2 separate regions of the Xenopus tropicalis genome follow, and region 1 is linked to region 2. The links are chromatin contacts, called in public Hi-C maps. All regions are on one chromosome and are shown on one strand. The core of a region is the stretch at or near the end of the contact, and the rest is flanking DNA. Distances in the headings are between cores, read along the strand shown.

Evidence for each region. A called contact is a pair of places that touch in the nucleus more often than the background predicts.
Region 1: a contact with region 2 is called in a Hi-C map of liver, with 5 times the contacts expected there. The contact joins two enhancer-like sites. A contact is called at or near these places in 5 of 5 Hi-C or Micro-C datasets (brain, gastrula embryo, liver and 2 more).

The regions. Positions count from the first base shown.
Region 1 is chr2:135,246,975-135,253,521 of UCB_Xtro_10.0, reverse strand. No RefSeq gene overlaps it. Among named protein-coding and RNA genes, the nearest start is that of nr4a1, 60 kb to the left of the region's middle. Within about 2 kb of position 3,336, at least 6 of the 11 cell types and tissues checked have an H3K27ac peak or open chromatin away from gene starts, as enhancers often do. A contact at or near this core is called in liver, where this site is marked.
Region 2 is chr2:135,155,897-135,163,247 of UCB_Xtro_10.0, reverse strand. No RefSeq gene overlaps it. Among named protein-coding and RNA genes, the nearest start is that of grasp, 30 kb to the left of the region's middle. Within about 2 kb of position 3,552, at least 2 of the 11 cell types and tissues checked have an H3K27ac peak or open chromatin away from gene starts, as enhancers often do. A contact at or near this core is called in liver, where this site is marked.

The sequences.
Region 1 (6,547 bases), core at 2,087-4,586, 90 kb before region 2:
GGAAGCCGGAGATGAACATTTGTGGCAAGTGTAGGTATGGGGGGTGACTTGGGTGGGGGGTAGAGGGGAATAGGAAGTTTTATACATACAAGGAATGACAGGAATGAGAGCCATTGATCTCTACCTCTTCAATTTTATTCCCCCCATCACACCCAAGGCAAATGTATCTTCTGCCTACCTCTAGTTTCACAAACTCAAAAATTGATAAGTAAGCCCATAAATTGCATCTTAGACTTCTCTATACTTCTGCCTTGCATGACCAGATGTGTCAACTTTGCTCAGCATGGATGCAAGGAAACATCTTCCGTGAGGAGCTTTCCTCCTGCACATCCCCTCTGGGCTAGGGGACTAATGGGCACCTGTGTTCCCTTAAAAAAATTGCTCAGGGTGCTTTCCTTAGCGCATTTGCAGAGTTACATCAGAAGAGGTCTCTATTTTTCCTTTCCAAAGGTACAGTTGCAGCAAGTGACCAGCAGGTGGCACTGTTGTCACAAAATCCATTACACTGACAATTAAAAAGTTAAATAGCTCTGAAAAAAATGTATGTAAAATATATTTTTTAAGGTTTACACATCCTTTAAAATAAAATAAAAGCTCAACCTTAAAATGTCTCGAAAACTATATTACTTGAGTTGGTCTGAGTGTATATAGCAGAGGGCTTTTTATGGGGCGAAAGGAGCAAAGCTCTTATGTTTTTTCCCCACAACGCACCTTACTCATAGGCACAAATCTTTGCAGTTCCCGAATGAAGCACAAAGATTTGCAGCCATGTTTGTATGCAGCACTGGGAGTGCCTCCTGGCACAACATGCAAGAGGAGCAGCCTATGGGCATCCCATGGTACAACCCTTGCTTAGTGTGTGACAAAGGGATTCAGAACCTTCTACTCAAGGCCTGTTTAGGGCCGGTATTTTGCATAGTGCTATTTTGCACTTGTGAACGTTGAGCTAGTCATAAAATCATGTGCAAGGCACACAGTGTGGGTACGGGAGAAAGTACTTTGTGCAGAATTTCACAAATTGTGAGGTGTCAAAAATCTGGCAAGCCATGCCCACAATCCATCCGACCCTGCTTCTGATCTGCCCAAACCCTGTCTCTTTCTTGGCAGTCAAGACAGAAATTTTTCGGCAGGCATGGTTTTGTGGCGAACTTCCACGTTCCTCCATTGGCAGATTTTTTTCACAAAATAGATGACAAAATTTGCATGGAAAAATTCCCCATGTGACCAAAAATTGTCGGCCGCATCAAAAAAAAATTACACACGACAATGTTTTTTGATGCATGTCCCAATATTTTTGATGCGCAACATTTTTGCCGTTTTGCGTATTTTTCACTGTTTCGCTAAACTTTTTAAAGATTTGCGAATTTCTTGGCAAAGCGAAACAGGACAGATTCACTCATTACTAGTCAGATCTTTGCTTTTATTTTCTAAGTTGTGGCAGACTGTTCTGGTAACTGCAATTTAGCATCTATGTTTATAAATCCACCCAAAGGTATCCAGAGTTATGGTCATCTTGGATTATACATTTAATACCATAATAGCATTGGTTCTGCCTATAGGGCTGCTGCACATTTATCCGCCCTCTTGATACTGACACCCTGCTTGAAACAAGTGGCAATGTGCAGTGCTCCTCTTATATAATGCTGTTATTTGCTTTGCACCTCTCTGTTACATCCAGTCAGAGTGACATTGTGTGTATGGATCTTCATCCTCTTGAATCTCAGTTCAGATGCCAGCACATTCTGTGTTAATGTGTGGAACTTGTAGTTCAGCAACAGCCAGGTGACCCAGAACATTTGAAGTGACTGGTCAACTGTGTGTAAATGGAGGTGAGGGAGAGTCAGAGTAAGCTATCCCGCAGAGCTTGCAGTATATGGAGCTGACACATGAGGGCAGTATATTCTTACATTTGCTAGAGAGAAGCTTTCGTGTCTGTAGTATAAACACACAGTTACAGCCTATGGTCATTACCAGTTCAGACTTGGTAACAGTCTTGACAGTTTATAAAGAGCCTCTCTACACAGGCAAGCATTCACATACATTATAATGGGCCTTTGCATGTGTGATCATACACACACGCACGCACGCACGCAGAAATGCTACAGGCTCAGACACACACAGTTGGACTCATTTATGAAAACAGGGCAAATTTGCCCCGGGCAGTAACCCATAGCAACCAATTAATTATTTGCTTTTTTAGCCGGCTGCAGTTAAATTAAAAGCAAATATCTAATTGGTTGCATGGATTGTTGCTCTGGTGCAAATTTGCCCAGCGTTCTTCATAATATTGGCACTGATTGGCAAGGAAAAAGTTGTTAACACAATATAGAGCCAGGATCTTTTCTATGAGATAATCCTGTCTAAGGTTTTACCCCATGAAAACTACAGTCTAAGGAGGTAGTTTTTTCTTAAAGAATTGAAGATTCCGTAATGTCATATGTAAAGAGATTTTGACACCAGAAAATAAGCCTTTTTTTACAACTATTATAACATATATCTTCATACCATAAAAGTGTTTACATTCCCTATCTGATCCCCCATGTTCCTCTATGAGGGGGCTGCCATATTTGTGCAGCAGGAGGCCGTTAGCATTAGAAGCTATAACTGACAGGTTGAAAAGAGACAGTCGGTGACAATTACTTACAAAAGCAGCACTATCAGGGAAAAATAATCAACATGACCTATAGGGAACTTTTAATGTACTTTAATATTTTGAAGAGTAGTTTTTTAGTGTCAGTATCACTTTAAGGCTGGGGCCAGGCCTGCACTTCTATAGAAATGGCCGGTGAGTGATATAACATGGTGAAGCCTGTCCATAACAATTGTTAGATATTTGATTATACATATAATGTCAAACCTGTTATCTTTTTACTGATGATAAACTAAATACACATATAAGAATATACATATACACTGCCAGACATAGCTGGAAATATATATGTTTTCCCCAAAAAATTCCACATACAGATTTGATTGGCACGCACACACTAACAGACACACATAGACAAAAACACAGACAAAACACACATACACCTTGCAGGACAAATATTATGTTGGTTCGTTTGACTCCAGATTTATACATGCTATTTCAAGTTGGCCCATTAAAATCATTTTTTTGTGTTCTTTTTATCTAAGTAAATGATGTGTAATTTGTATGGGATGTATAATTTGGATAATGTATATCTGTACTTTTGCCTGGAGCCAGTTTGATGGGTTAGTTTATCTACTAATATGTACTTGTGGCCGGAGTAAATACATAGCAGCGTGTATCTCCCCTGTGCTGAAATAGGAAGTGCGTCTGGGTGGGAACCTCACACAAGGCATTGCACAACATCCCAGAGGAAGGCAGACAGGAAGGGCTGGAAGAGACACATCTTACATTGCTCTAAAGCTCAGCTCTGTCTGTGTGCGCAGCCTTGTTCTCCCAACGCAAGCAGTCTCAGCCTCTCACGGTGTCATCCGTAGGGTACCCAGGGATTACGTGCATATTTTCTACTAAAGGGGCAGTTCATAGTCAAGTTAATGTTTAGTATCATATAAAATGTCCTATTCTTAGCAATTTTTAGTCTTCAAGTTTTTTTATATAGTTTTTGAATTATTTGCCTTCCTATTTTGCTTCTGTCCAGCTAATGCAAATGTTCATGGTATATGTTATTTGATAGAATATACAGATTGTCAGTCTGGCTTGAACTTTATACTGTGGAACCCATTTAGTTGGAACAGTGCTCTGAGGATGAGGCGAGAGCGTTACTGGAGAGCCTGAGAAATTAAGTCTCAGTAGGATGTAGAAGATCTTGAGGTAGGACTATCTATTTGAGGGTCAGCTCTTGTAAAATGAACACTAAGGGGCAGATTTATCAAAATGTGAGTTAAGAGCTTAATACATAAAACTCACCTATGTTCTATTCATTCCTATGGGGTATTTAGAAGTGTATTTATCAAAGAGTCCTAACTTTCACCCATTAATAAAGACACCTCTTAAAATCCCATAGGAATGAATAGAATGTGAGTTTTTATGTATTTAGTTCTGAACTCACATTTTGATAAATCTGCCCCTAAGGGTAAGACTGATAGGGCGAGGTTACACAAAGCATAGATCTGCTTCTCTCAGTCACACTGTCAGAAACAGATCTGCTTTCCTACACTGCCTGTGTGCCTGCACTGAAATATACCAAATCTGCTTCAGCGCAGCCACATGCGGCAGAGCAGAGCGTAGATCTGCCCAAAAATGCCCACTTTCACGCTTTACAGGCGGATTTTCACTCCATTCCACTGTGTGTGGCTGCACTGAAGCAAATTCCTATGGGCAGCATAGAAAAGTGTATCCGCTCCTCTAAGCCTGACTGAAAAATGTAGGACTGTGAGAAGCAGATCTACGCTTCGTGTGACCTCGCACATACACTAAAGGTAGTTAGAAGAGCATCCAGAGGCTCCAGTAAGGAGAGCTGAAGTGACAGTACCCTGGAACCACCAGACTTTTATTTCAGCGCTCAGAGGCTGCCCCCTTTCTCTGCCCCTCCCCCTCAGGATCACTTGCTCGCACAACCTAACAGCTCACATACAGAGCACTAAGGACAGGATGTGCTGAAGTATACTGCGCACCCCTTCCCCAGTCTCCATATGGGAGCAAATTCCACATGAGGCTGGGCGGCATGCCATTCCAAAAGTTATGCCGCCCTACACCTGGGCCTTTGTGGCCTTGCCACAAGTCTGGGCCTGGGAACCACCCATCAGTTCAACAATCACGAATATAGAATATAGGGATGTCCCAAAGAGGGGCACGACTGTAAGGGTCTGTCACATACAGTATATTAAGCCCCATCCCAAGGGATGTTTCTGGATTCCTGTCTAAGCTTTTTGCCTATAAAGCCACCTTTTGGGCCTGGCCCTCAGCAACTTGAGTGCCACCAGGACTTGCTGCATGAGAATCCACTGACACCCACAGGACAGAGAAGGAAGCCAAATGTTTACTGCATGGAATTAGCTAGTAAGAAAAGAAACTGGACTTAGTCAGACAGGACAGGTCAGAACCAGATAACAACTGTAGAATCATGAGGAAAACTCGAGATGAGGAACAAACCATGATCAAAACCAAGGGGTCAACGCAAGGGACAGGAGCAGGAAAGCACAGCATGTAGGAACTAGCACTAACAGGAATCAGAGCACATAGGAACCAGCAAGCTTGACCTATAACAGGCACTGATTGAGTTCAGAGCTGGGGCTTTATAGCCATACTGATGGCTAATAGTGAGCACCTGTGCCCAGTTTAACAGCAGCTGAAACAAGCCATGTTTGCTTAAAATGCAGGGATACCAAAAGTAATTTAACCAGACTCATAGCAGTCTTCTCATATAGTGCAGAGGTAGGGCAGACTGCATAGTAACCTGCAGGTCACTGGTTTAAATCCATGCAGGATATTACAGGGTCTTATAGTCTGAAGCTGGACACCTGTTGAGTGAGTACTACTGCTGGTTGAAACAACTAACTTGCATGTGTGTGTGTGTGTGGCTAACATCTCAGAAGTTGTGTACCATCTGAAAGGAGGATCTGTGAAACCTACTGAATGGGATGTGTTATTATAACTTGTGGATAAGAGTCTGTTTTGAAGTTTCAGCAACACAGTTAACTGGATACACAGACATACAGAGAACATTCACATGCTGTGCTCACCAAACCTTCGATGTTAGTGGAAGAGACTGCAAACCTGGAATTTATACCCTTCAGCTAATCAATTCAGATAGTTAATTCCTAAGCATACATGGACTAATGTATAATAACAGTGGGACATGCCAAAATATGTGTAACTGCAATTTGTTTTTAGGGAATATGATGATTAAATGGTTCAGAAGTATCTTTATAACCTTGCCAACTTCTAAACCCCACTCATCCCATTCTCTGGGACATGTACAAGAGCCATACCTAATCACAGATGCAGAAATGATACAAACACCTATGTTGGGAATCTATTATTTTAATCTAGCTTCATTTCAGTAAACATGAAATAGATTGGGACAGAATACTTGACAACTAATTCTAGTTTATTGTCTTTTATGATTGTTCTCCTTTGCTTTGAGGATCTCAGTATAATAACCATTTATTTAAATCTATGGACTTTTGTTATCTCGCAGATAGACTCTTCAGCACTTTCATCTCAAGTTCTGGCTTGTGCTTCTCTTTATAAAATAAACTATCTCCCAGAGACTCACCACCGCAGACATGTAACTCACATTTCATATTTTCTCAGTTGATACAACACACAGACACACAATGGTTCCAAAGCCATTCCTACCAGCCTAATTGTCTTTCATCTCTTGAAAAAAGAGCAAATTCTGTGCTTACTGAAGAATTAATTATTCAGTTATTTGTTTTAGAAAACTGTGGGTCTTTTGTTTTGGCTTTTGTTCATGGTTCATTTCAGCATTTATGTATGTATGTATGTATATATATATATATATGGCTACAAAATAACTTGCTAACAACTAAACAATAACACTAAAGTATATGTTGTTATGCAGTCTCCTCAATCTTAATGATTTGTTTCTTTATA
Region 2 (7,351 bases), core at 2,303-4,802:
CTTTCCTTGGGCCAGGTTGGAGCTGCAGAGTGCCATTGAGCCCTATGGGAGACTTTCCTTGGGTCAGGTTGGAGCTGCAGAGTGCCATTGAGCCCTATGGGAGACTTTCCTTGGGCCGGGTTGGAGCTGCAGAGTGCCATTGAGCCCTATGGGAGACTTTCCTTGGGCCAGGTTGGAGCTGCCAGAGTGCCATTGAGTCCTATGGGAGACTTTCCTTGGGCCAGGTTGGAGCTGCAGTGTGCCATTGAGCCCTATGGGAGACTTTCCTTGGGTCAGGTTGGAGCTGCAGAGTGCCATTGAGCCCTATGGGAGACTTTCCTTGGGCCGGGTTGGAGCTGCAGAGTGCCATTGAGCCCTATGGGAGACTTTCCTTGGGCCGGGTTGGAGCTGCAGAGTGCCATTGAGCCCTATGGGAGACTTTCCTTGGGCCGGGTTGGAGCTGCAGAGTGCCATTGAGCCCTATGGGAGACTTTCCTTGGGCCAGGTTGGAGCTGCAGAGTGCCATTGAGCCCTATGGGAGACTTTCCTTGGGCCGGGTTGGAGCTGCAGAGTGCCATTGAGCCCTATGGGAGACTTTCCTTGGGCCAGGTTGGAGCTGCAGAGTGCCATGAGCCCTATGGGAGACTTTCCTTGGGCCAGGTTGGAGCTGCAGAGTGCATTGAGCCCTATGGGAGACTTCTTGCAAGGTGAGCTGCAGATGCATTGAGCCTAGGGAGGCTTCAAAATCATGCACTGAAGAATAGGTTTTTTTTGCATTTTACGTTCATTCGGTACAAAAATTTCGTGACTTTCGGATCACCAATACGATATTATCGTGACTAATACGATTTTTTCGTAAGCATATTTGTGATATTTGCGATTCTAAGAAATTATCGTATCCAATCCAAATTTTTCCCATTCGGGATTTTAATGAATCGGCCCCCTAATGTCAAGCTCCCTTTTTATTGACTGTAAGTAACTGAGATTGTAAATGAGCCATTTGGTGTCTTCTTCAGTATGATGCCTTCTGCCTCTGCATAGGTTAAACACCTCAAAGGCTGACCCAGACCAGAACCTCATAGCTGGCTTCATGATAGAGCAGAGAGGGGATTTGTGCCATCAAAGGGGCTGCTTGTGAGTTTTTAAAAAAAATACAAAGACTTATCTGTGTAAGATTGTTTAGTATACAACATGTTCGTCAAACCTGCTGGCCTGAGCCGAAGGCTGTAGGGAACATGCTGGAAGTTTGGAGGGCCACAGGCTGGTCATTCATATACAAAGGGATACTGTTAATAAGCCCCTTTAATTATAATATTTTTAAATATTTTAACCAAGCTGTAACATTCAGTTATATTCTGTCACATTAAAGATTCAGATATTGCATATTTATTAAGTTCAAGCATCCGGCCAGTAAATGCTAATGAGATATTCAGTTAAAGATTCACTGGTCCTGCTTTGTCTTGTGGGATGCTGATTCTCATGCAGGCCCGGGCTGGCAATCTGTGGGTTCAGAGGGGCTACTGTGAGATGCCATAGACACTCACTATTTATTTGTTTGGGATTCTGTGTAGTTGAAAGTTAAATCCCAGTCCAGGCCTGCTCTCATCCTCACAGTATATCTAAAATCCTTGCCATAAAGCAAGACCAGACTTTTGTTGGAAATTGATTTTTTCATGGAAACATAAAAGTGTCCAGTAAAGTGACTTTTTTTTTTTCACCATAAAGGGACTGTTTTACACAATATTACACATTATTTTAGGCAATAACCCCCCCCCCCACCCCCACCAAATGAGATGCCTTTCTCTGGCTTTGGACTTGTGGAACTCCCAGTATCACAAATTTGCAATCTCTTTCCTTGATTGTTGCAGACAGTGGCATATTCAGGTCTCTAACACTTCTGTGTGGTCGCACAATGAAATTTATGCTTGTTTACCCCGATGTAAAGTGCATGCAGCGCGTGTGTGTGTGTGTGTGTGTGTGTGTGTGTGTGTGTTATGCAGACGGTTACTGGTAAAATCTGCATAATATTTTATGCAGCCAGTAGAAAAAAACTTTGCTGCCGAAACAGGGTGTCAGCGGCTGTACTTATTAATAGCAGCTGATTGGTTTTCAGATGTTTGGAACAGCGACAGCCAGATTCAGTGCTTCCTAACGTCTCGTGGCAGCTTGTGGACAATGGTACGGTGGTCCCAGAATTATTATTTAGGCAACAAGGGGAATAATGAGATGGAATATAGTGTAATTTAATGAAAGAGGAACAGTGGCTTCCAAAACAATATTCGTTAAAGAGCCCCATACAACACACTGATTAATATTAATAATGATCTGACCAGCTACCCTTGCAAACCCAGAGACCAGCAGCCAAGTTGCATCTCATACAGTTCATTAGCTCATACCCTAAACCACCTTCTTTCTACTCCTTATAGTTCCTCATCAAGTTCCAGGTACCTATAGGTACATAGAGTGTCCCATGTCCCCATGCCCACTGATCATGTGACAGCTTAAGGGGATGCTATAGGTGCCCATGTCTGTGATCAGCTTATAGGACCAATAAGAAATTTAGAAGAAAATAATAAACTGCTGGCTGGGGCTTCTGGAGTAGTGACTGCAACCAACAGAGGTTCAATAAGCCAACTGGCAGGACAAATAGGTGAGCTACAAAAACAAGGAGATGCATTTTCTGCTACAATGATTAAAGTAGGCAAAGGGAGAAGGTTTGGCTTGCTTCTGGAAAGTATGAGAGAAAAGGCTATGGTTTAGTGGAAGAGTGTCTTTTATCAGCCTTGCTGCCTATATAGGCCCCTTATCTACTATTGTCTGCATATTGCCATACAAGCCAGCCTCTAATATTTAGGCACAAACAGTAAATTATTCAGCGAGCTGCTGCTCTAGGAAGCCTGGATATCTCATTCCTACCCAGCAACAGTTGCAGGGGGCACAAGATAGAATAACTATTGACAATGTTGCATATTATTAGGCAATAATTAAGAAGATAACAAGTATTCATGTATCTGCGTGAGCATTTATTATAATAACTCTCAGTCTCTATCTAAGGGGCACATTCATGAAAACGCAAGTCCAAATCCCGAATGGGACAAATTCGCATTGGATGTAAAAATTTCTGAAGATCGCAAATATCACGAAAATGCTTACGAAAAATTCATATTAGTCACGATAATATCGTATTGGTGATCCGAAAGTCACAAAATTTTCATACCGAACGATTGTAAACAGCGGTAAAACCTTTCTGATTTTTTAGCGCAAGCGTACGAAAAAGTCACACAAGACACAAAAAATTTGGCGAAAATACGCTCGGTGTGCTCGAATAAATGCTCCGAGCGTTCGTGTCTTAATAAATCTGCCCCTAAGAGTTTTCAAGAAAAAAATATTAATCACTAGAAGAGTTGAAACAAACAGAGACAATAAAGATGAGCGGAGATGTTAGTTGTGTACAAAACAAATCTCTGTGCAAAAAAACTTACTTTGTGTTTGACTGTTGTGTTCCTTTCAGATTCTTCTGTTGTCCCATCTGGGGTGCAACATACGTGGTGCTCTGGTGCCCTCTATCTGCATTTACTACAATTTTTATTTATTTATCATTCCACATGCAGAATCTGCATCTAACACACAATACAGGCCAATTTTAAGCTGGCAATGAATTTAGCCCCGGCATCTTATCTGCACATGTATGGGGCCCTGGGCTGGGGAGCTCATCAGCCTGTAATCTGATTTTTTGCCCACCAGATCAGCCTGGTAGTGCCCACCTCAAGGTTGGCATATTGGGAAAAGAGACATTCGTTTGGCAACCTCACAAAGAGTGGATATTTTAATGTATGGCCAATTTTAGACACATCTTGTGACAACATGCATTAAGAGTGCTGTATAAAGGTAAAATGTATGATGATCCCTTAGCTTTCTGATATGTGGGCTCTCCGGGCATGCTTCTGTAGTACAGAAGTCTGTACAAGATGAGAAAGGAAAAGCAAATATCTACATTACAGAGTGCAGACTTGAGAATATCATGTCTCCAACTTTTCCGTTAATGCAAAGAATAAAAGAACTCTACAAAGTGGAAAAATCTGTACTTTTATGGTATTCCTCGTGTAAAATAAAATCCATTGACTCCTAAAATCTTCGGCTGTATGCTGGCAGTTGCAGTTTAACAGCAGCAGCTGGAGGGCCACAAGCTGAGCTTCCTTGGCAGGGAGTAATACACAGTGCAATAAAATGTTAGTTGTACCTTTACTTGATTATTCTATGGTTGCACTAGCTCCCTTTCCCTATCTAGTTCAGCAATACATCTGATTCCATCTCCTACATCTGTTCCAGTATAACAGAAAAGCTGCCAGCTCCAAGAATGAAGAAGGAAGTTCATTGCATTCCTAAACTGGTGACAGTTCCTGCTCTGTAGCCGATAGGCTCCTGAGTCGTGTTGTGCAGCGCAGACAAAAAACAAAGTTTTGTTGACGTGGAACTGGGATTTTCATTCTGCTTCTAATATTGGCTGCAGAAAATAACTCTATACTGCAGCCTTGGGTCGAGGCATTACCTGAAAGCATTGGCACACATGCACACTTTATGGACAATAACTGCAATTTAATTCAGAAGGCGGCAAAAATGCCTTCTAAAACCCCTCCTATTTGCCGCAAAGGGGGAAAAATTCCTTTCTGACTCCAACATGGCAATCGGACCAGTCCCAAGATCAGCTTAGTACCAAGAGCTACTTTCAATAACCCTGTATTTCACTTGTTAAAAAACCATTCAACCCCCTCTTGAAATATTACAATGAAACTTCCTTTCTTCTAATTCCAGCCCTTGTGTCTGCTTGAAGACCTACTGGTAAATATTTCGATTGTAAGCTCTACGGGGCAGGGAACTCTATCTTCTTGTCTCTTTGATTCATAACTTATAGCAAATGTACCTTGTAACTATTTTTTTTTCATTTCCATACTTTGTATTTAGGTATTTTTGTGATGACCCCGTTTTGTTGTATTAATTTACTGTTCTATTGTACAGCACTGCATATATAATTGGCACTTTAGAAATATATAAAGCATTAGAGAGATTATTATATAATCCCATTATATATTTATACATAGTTATCCTATCCCATTTTAAGCGCCTCTTCTTCATCAGATAACTCTTCTCTACTATTCTCCTACTACTTTGTAAGCAGAACAACATCAGAGGATTTTCCAGCACTGTTTCTAAACCCCCCACCCCTGACTGTAGGCGCAATACTACATACGAAAGCAGTTTTACCCAGAATTCACTTAGTGTGCCTGCACCTGGGTTGATGCAATAGCTCTGGGTGCAGGTGCCACAATCAGGGAGCAAATTATCCACAGGCAGAGAATCTGCCCCATGTGTCATTAGCCTGAGTGTGAAAGTAGCTAGCTGATCCCACAGCTGCCCACCAAATTTCATTTTATCCACAGTCATTGGCTACTATGCTCCAGACACCTCCTCTCCTTCTGCCTCTCAGTGCCGTGCCACATTTAAATGTAATTAAAAGGGTTATTTATTCACGGGAAGTGGAATTCTCCCCTATACAAAGCGCTGGTAAGGCCCCATCTAGAATATGCTGTTCAGTTTTGGTCCCTAGTCCTCAAACAGGATATTACTGTATTAGAGGGGGCCCAGAGAAGGGCAACTAAGCTGGTAAAGGGTATGGGAGTCAAAGTTATAAATAAAGACTGATCAAGTTGGGTCTTTTACGCTGTAGAAGAGGCACTTAAGGGGAATATTATAATTATGTATAAATATATAAGAAGTCATAATAATCTCTGTACTGCTTTATTTACCAGTAGGTCCTTCCAGCAGATACAAGGGCACACCCAGAGTGCTGTGAAGTTGTGGAATTTTCTTACTGAAGTGGTTGTACTGGCAGATTCATTGGATAGCTTTAAAGGTTCGGATTTTTTTTCTGAAGTGAAAAACTACAATGCTACTGAAATTAGGGACTGGTCCAATTGCCCTCCTGACTCAGGAAGATATTATTTCTGAGGGAAACTGGAGAGGCTTCAGCTGGGGTTTTTGCCTTCCTCTGGATCAAGCAGCAGTTAGGCAGGCACATAGACAAAAACGCTTTCTTGCCTTTATTCAACCTCATTCATTATGTCACTATGCAAAAGTTTCCTCAGATGCACAAAATCATTTTTGGCCAAATCATTAGCAAAAGAATCATCCCAATACAGAAATGATATTGAATCCCAATTTGCATTTACAATTTCAGAAAAATGTCCCAAAATTTGCATAATATGAAAGGAAAAAAAAAAAAAACAGTTGCATGACTTTAGACCAACAATTAGGCTGAATCCTAAAAGAAAGCCAGCTGCTGTATTACCAACTCTGACCAGGTGATGGCACTCCTGTCAAATTAAATGACTTCATTTAGGATATGGGACATTACACTCCTTGCGCTTTCTATGAATTCATTTTAATAAAGGTTTTCCTTATTTCATTGACAGATTTATCAAACACCAGCTTGCCTCCATTCCCACAGTACTGGAAACCCATCACAGGGACAAGGTACTTTAATGCAAAGTTTGGTGTGAATCTTCAACAGTAGCTCATCATAAAAATATATATATATATTTTTTTTTAATGTACTTAATAATTATAATTACTCAGCCTGCTCAGCACATTGCACAATTTTTATGGCAGGAACGGTATATGTTTAATGCATTTTGTATGGCAAGGGTGGAGTGTGCCTATAAATCTATGCTTTCACAGAATTTAAAGCATCACTGCAATTGCTGCATTATTTTATATATATCTCAGAGGTGACGGCACACACAGGAATTTGCACGCATAAATCAAAAGACATACAGGAGTCAAGTGTCAGATTTTGAAGGTCAGTTAGACACAACACATTACTTGCTAATGCACAACTTTGCCTTTAGAATAGGGGTCCCCAAACCTTTTTTTTACCTGTGAGCCACATTCAAATGTAAAACATTCCTGGGGATGCCAAATAAGGGCTATGATTGGTTATTTAGTAGGCACTACATTGACTGGCCAGCCAGGAATTCAATAAGCACCTGCTTTGAGGCCACTGAAAGCAACATCCAAGGGGTTGGTGAGCAACATGCACGAGCCATTGGTTGGGGATCACTGCTTTAACCCAGAAGTCAGGCAGGCTGAGCACAGGGGATAGAAATTATTGGCCAACCACCTTCTTTGGAATCCATGACAGAACCCGAAGTTTATGCGGATATATTAGAAAAAAAAAACCCAAACCTTTCAAACAACATTACTCCAGCACAGGGTTAGTACTGGAAAACACATACGATTAATATTGGATAGGCACAGAATATATTTCTTTGTATTAAAATATATTACTGTTCTTTTTAAAGCCTATCGGGATTAC